Linked DNA regions of Mus musculus: region 1 is linked to region 2. A link is a contact called in public HiChIP or PLAC-seq data. All regions are on one chromosome and are shown on one strand. Each heading gives the region's core, a stretch centred on a gene start, on an enhancer-like site or on the middle of the called end of the contact. The rest is flanking DNA. Distances are from core to core; before and after follow the strand shown.

What was found. HiChIP or PLAC-seq counts read pairs in DNA pulled down with a chosen protein or histone mark.
Region 1: a contact with region 2 is called in a FOXA1 HiChIP or PLAC-seq map of pancreatic cancer cells. The contact joins two enhancer-like sites. A contact is called at or near these places in 4 of 39 promoter capture datasets (embryonic stem cells, hippocampal neurons and liver), 1 of 484 Hi-C or Micro-C datasets (embryonic stem cells), 2 of 115 datasets of contacts at active chromatin or transcription factors (extraembryonic endoderm stem cells and pancreatic cancer cells) and 1 of 9 other capture datasets (embryonic stem cells).

What each region holds. Positions count from the first base shown.
Region 1 is chr3:122,887,123-122,889,822 of GRCm38.p6, reverse strand. 4933405D12Rik (RIKEN cDNA 4933405D12 gene) reads left to right here. Exons shown (of 6, transcript NR_046036.1): 5 at 388-555. Among named protein-coding and RNA genes, the nearest start is that of Fabp2, 6.6 kb to the left of the region's middle. Within about 2 kb of position 1,387, at least 71 of the 459 cell types and tissues checked have an H3K27ac peak or open chromatin away from gene starts, as enhancers often do. A contact at or near this core is called in pancreatic cancer cells, where this site is marked.
Region 2 is chr3:122,520,103-122,522,802 of GRCm38.p6, reverse strand. All of the region lies in intron 8 of Bcar3 (breast cancer anti-estrogen resistance 3), which reads right to left. Among named protein-coding and RNA genes, the nearest start is that of Mir7657, 20 kb to the left of the region's middle. Within about 2 kb of position 1,327, at least 114 of the 459 cell types and tissues checked have an H3K27ac peak or open chromatin away from gene starts, as enhancers often do. A contact at or near this core is called in pancreatic cancer cells, where this site is marked.

The DNA.
Region 1 (2,700 bases), core at 138-2,637, 370 kb before region 2:
TTGTTCAGCTTTTACATATCAAAGACTAGCAGATAAGCAGAAAGGATTGGATTTACAGAAAGGTTTTAAGATTACTGAGCATCTTAGCAAAGAATGGGAAAAAGGGGGCATTCTAAAGTTTGCCAACAAACATTAGCACATTCTATGTTAATGGACCCTTACAACTTGTTTCATTATGTTTCAGAGTTTGAAATGACTGCCTGGATTCTTTTCAAAGACTGGGCTTGGCAATATGCAGGGATGTCTAAAAAATATAATGGCTGTATAAAATATAATGGATGCTTTCCTGATTCTTAAAAAAATCATGATTTGGGAGGATTCATCATACTTGTTATTCAAAAAAATGGCAGTCCTCATTTCTTTTTTCCTCTTCTGTTTTTCTGAAAGAGGGTTTTGCTGTGTAGCTCAACTGGGTCTTGGACTTGAGGTCTTCTTGCCTCCATTCCCATGGCATAGAACTCCAGGCACGTCCACCAAGTTGAGTGATTATGCCTGCGGAAGTGTGGCATCTCCATGGCGTGAGTCTATCCTGAGGATGGATTCTCATTAAGCAAGGTAGGCCCTAAATGCCTTACATCACAAGTGGCAAGGATGGGTTTGCAATATCATCACACCTCCTCACTACCCCAGCTAAATGATTTTTCACAAATATACACACCCACAAACATCACATACATACACACCTTCCATATATATATATATTTCACACTTCATATATATCATATATTTGTACATGTATATTTCATATATATATGTATACACACAGACACACACACACACACATATATATATGAAGACCTTTTTCTTTACACCCACTTTCATTTCGCTCTATTATCTTCCAACCTGTTTCAGTATTTCTAGATACCATCTTTTCCCATCTATCTTGGCTACATATTGCACTACCTGGAGTTATCAGCTGTCTACGCCTATCTAATTTTATCAGTCTCCTATTACTGAAAACCCTGGTGTGCCATCATCTTAGTGACCCCAGATAAGCCTCGTCTCTCTGGCCTTCCACTTACCTAACCCCACTCTACATCGCTACTTCATTGCTTTCCCTCCTTAGACTCAACACTATGTCATGCGATGAGTCACTGCTTTCACAGACCTTTGAGTGCAGGCCACTACACTGACAGCTTTGTCTTCTCGGTTCCCCTTTTCCCACAATATCAGCTCTTGGTTCTGTAAGAAAAAATTTGTTATATTTCTATAAGCGGTAATTAGTTCCAGCAGGAGCTCACAGTTTCTGAGCCCTCCTCTTTCCCTCTTTAGCCAATTGAGGCAGATAGTGAAGTCAAGCTCTTGCCAATGGCATGACACAGAGTCACCACCTAGGGCAGAGACAAATGTTTGCTAGCCAGGTTTGGGCCTCGGCACACCCATTTTACAAACAGAATTGCCTTGGCAAGCCACTTTTGCTTTGTTTACTTTGTTCATGCTTTCCTTCCTGTGACTCGAGGTTAGTCTTTGCTTTTAACAGTCTGAAGAAAATGTCAGTTAGCTGTTCTCCCTCAAGCTAGAGCCCCTTCTGGGTTTATATGCATTCTCTATCCTGATCAGTATCCAACTGCCAATAAAAGCCAAGCAAAACAACATCTTTGTGCTTTTTCCTGATAATGGTGTTACTATGCCACATTCGTAGTTTCTAATCCCACCCCAGTCATCTGCCTTGCCTGGCAAGTCTTCTGTGTGTTTTTCTGCATTATAACAAGGTGTGGTGAGCACCTTAATTATTCTGTAGCCTTTTACCCTTTCCTCAGAGATGACTCCATGGAAACAGGGAGGAATAAACCCTCGCCCTGCTCTCCCCTAACTTTATACCCTCTCACTTTTAAAGCTACCTGTTATTTCTGTCTTAATTCTTTTGCCCATTTCTGTGTTTAAAAAAAAAGCATCCATTTCCATTCAGAGAGAGACAGTCAGTGTTTGATCTTCTAGTGTGTTAAGAAATCACGAACTGGATACAACTATCTTCTATGGTACAAGGTCCTGGTTTCCCAGCATAATCTTTTGACTCTTCACCTACTTTGCAGCTTAACTGAGGAGTTCCTATCTGCAGGCTCACCCAAAGAAATGTAATTGAAGATAGATGGCTCAGAAACTGTTTAAATGGCAGGATATTACTAGGGACTCTGGCTCCTTATGAAGTGAGTCAGGGCTACATACTGAGTTCCAGGCCAGCAGGGGCATAGTTGAAGTCTTATCTCAAAACAAAAACTAAATAAATAAAACAAGCAAAAATCAATGCATCAACATTTCCTTATCCTTAAACGTTCCTGTGTGTGTTATTATTATTATTGTTGTGCATATGTGTTGTGTATAAGTGGTATATGTACTTGTTAGTACCTATGTGCTTACAGAGCTGGGTGATGAACGACTTTGCTCAATCCTTTTCGGTTGTTTGTTTTTTTTTTTGTTGTTGTTGTTTTTTGTTTGTTTGTTTGTTTGTTTTTTGAGACAGGGTTTCTCTGTGTATCCCTGACTGTCCTGGAACTCACTCTGTAGACCAGGCTGGCCTTGAACTCAGAAATCCACCTGCCTCTGCCTCCCAAGTGCTGGGATTAAAGGCGTGCACCACCACTTCTGGCTGCTCAATCCTTTTCACTCTTTATTCTTTTGATACAGAGACATTCATTGAACTTGAAAGCTCACTGATTTGGCTAGACTGGCTGCCCAGTGATTTTCAGGGCTTATAGGCAT
Region 2 (2,700 bases), core at 78-2,577:
GGGGATAGGGAGAATATGAACTTGATTCAAGATGTCACAGGTATCAGAACAAGAGAAGAGAGGAGGCAAGAAGAGTGTTCTGCAGCCCCAACACAGGCGCCTGAGAGACTGAAACACAGGCAGGAATTTGCTGTAAGGTCAGACCCCAATAAAACAGAGGATCTACTCCCCACCCCCAATTCTCCTTTTTTCTCACCCTAAATTGCAAGGGTCACACTCAAGAGCCTTAGGGCAGGAAACATGGTGACTTTTCTGCACATAACAATGGGACCCTATGTGCAGGGTCTGTCTTGGCAGGAAGCTCAGACAGTGACCAGTTCCTTCCCCCTCTGAACCCAGGAATTTACTGCACTGGGCTAAAATTGTCTTAGTCTTCCAGGCTACTATGCAAGAACTGGAAGTAAAATTGTAGCTATGACGCCCGCCTTGCCTTTGAAACTCCAGGGTCATACTCTCCTGAAAGCTCATCCCGGGGCTGTTGTTCCCGGCTGTGTCTCGCCCTTGTTGAGCAGAGGTGGTAGTGACTCAGAGCACACTTAGTCTTCCCAATTCTCCTAATACCTGTTAACTGAGTTATGAGCTCTGGTGTCTTTAAGTGTCGTGTGTGTGTATGTGTGTGTGTGTGTGTGTGTGTGTGTATGTGTAGAGTACTCACTTGCAAAGCAGGGACAACGTTTGTAAAATATAAACTGTGGTCACAAAAATAACATCACCTCTATCTATATTTGTAAGCCCCCAACCCCCACCTTCCTCCCTCTCTTTCTCTCATCCCCCTCTCCAAGGCACTGGGGACTCAACCCAGGGCCTTGTACATCCAAGACAAGCCCTCTACACCTGACTTCTGTCCCTAGCTCATCTTAATCTTTAACTTTGAGTCAAGGTCTCATCCATTTGCCTCTTCAGTTACTGAATTTGTGGTCCTCCTGCCTCAGTCTCCTGTATAAGCTATAACTGACAGGCTTGTCCCCATCAGACCTGGCCACCTTGACTCACTTTGTCTGTCTGTCCCATCTCTTTCCTTTTCTCCCAACTATGTCCCATTCCTGATTTCTTGTCTTTCTAACCAATGAATCCGACCAGATTCCCAGATAAACTTGGAATACTTGTTGGAAGAGTTCTCTCTCTTAGTAAAAGCATTAACAATGTTAATTCAACCCTACACCCCAGGGGCTTCAACTAACAAGGAACCAATTCCCCCTGCTTTGTTCTTGTGGTGTGCCATCAGTGGCTAACTGGCTAATGACAATCACTTGCTTAGTATCTGCTGGGGACTTCCTGGTGCTGTGTGGGGATGACTCAGTCTGTGGCCACAGCTAGCCATACCCACCTTTTATCAGATGAATGCTTCCAGCTTAGCCTGCCTAGGAATGAGGTAGTAAATTAGACGTCAAGGGTAGCCAGTGTTTGATTCCAGAACAAGGAAATGAAGTCACTGTGCAATTCAGGGCACCTAAGACCTTGGCTTTTACTTAGTTAACACACTGTAACTAGTCAAACTATCCCCCAGGCTCTGTGAGTAGATCCCACAGTCAGAGAGAGATAGAAACAAATGAGGGTGCAAGAGGCTAGGCAAGCAGCAAAAAGGGAGGGATCGTGACAGAGCTGAAGTCAGAAGACAAGCAAGAGAGAGGCTGGCCAGGGCTTAGGCCCAGAGCTCAGGCCCCAGCGCACCTCTAGGTGCCAGGAAGAAAAGGTGTCTGGAGATCCCAGACTGCACTGCATCTACTCGGAATGAGGAAGTGAGGGTGACCACTCCACCCAGACAACCACAGGGGAGGAGGCTGAAGTGAGAAGTCTTGTCAGGAAGAGCAGGTGGCTCAGAAGTCAGACATGAAATTCCCCAAAGCTTGCCTGAACAAAGTTGGGGGGTTCATTTTCTAACACATCTGTCCTCCCTCTGGCCACCCCCCAGCCTCCGCCTCACTCCCTCAAAGCCATTTGTTTTGTGTTTTTATTTGTTATGACTATGTCTCCATATGTAGCCTAGGCTGGACTCCCTGCATGTATGACATATATTCCCTGTATATATGACATATACTCCCTGTATATATGGCATACACTCCCTGTATATATGACATAAACTCCCTATATATATGACACAGACTCCCTGTATATGACAGGCTGGCCTGGAAATTATGATCCTCCTTCCCGCGGCTTTACCAGTGCTGGAGTTACAGACATGCCACCCCACACTCAGATTTGTAAAGTTGTGTGGAATGCAGCCTTTATTCCCAGAGGCCAACAGCTGCTTGCACAAGTGGGTATTAACACTTAAATTTAAAATGTTTCCTCTCTTCATTGCCTCTGCCACCCACATACAGTAGCCACAACAGTCAGTGGTTTGAGCACATTCCTGCACCATAGAAAACTCAACTGGCCAGGGCTGTACCCAACAATATTGGAAGCTAAAACAGTCAGGGTGACCGGGAGATAATTTGCACACTAGTGAGAATGAGAGGGAAAGGGAGAGGGACAGAGGGAGGGAGGGAGGGAGGGAGAGAGAGGGAAAGAGAGGCCAGCTTTTATTTTAATATGAAAATCAAGTCTTGTGTTTCTTGTGTTAAAAGTGTGTCTCATCTCTAAAGATCCATGTTCAAGGGCATGCTTTGGCTTTGCTTCATGGTTTGTTTATTGTTTGTGAAAAGGCTTTATTTATAGCCTGGGCTGGACTTAGTCATCCTGCTCCAGCCCCCAAGTCCT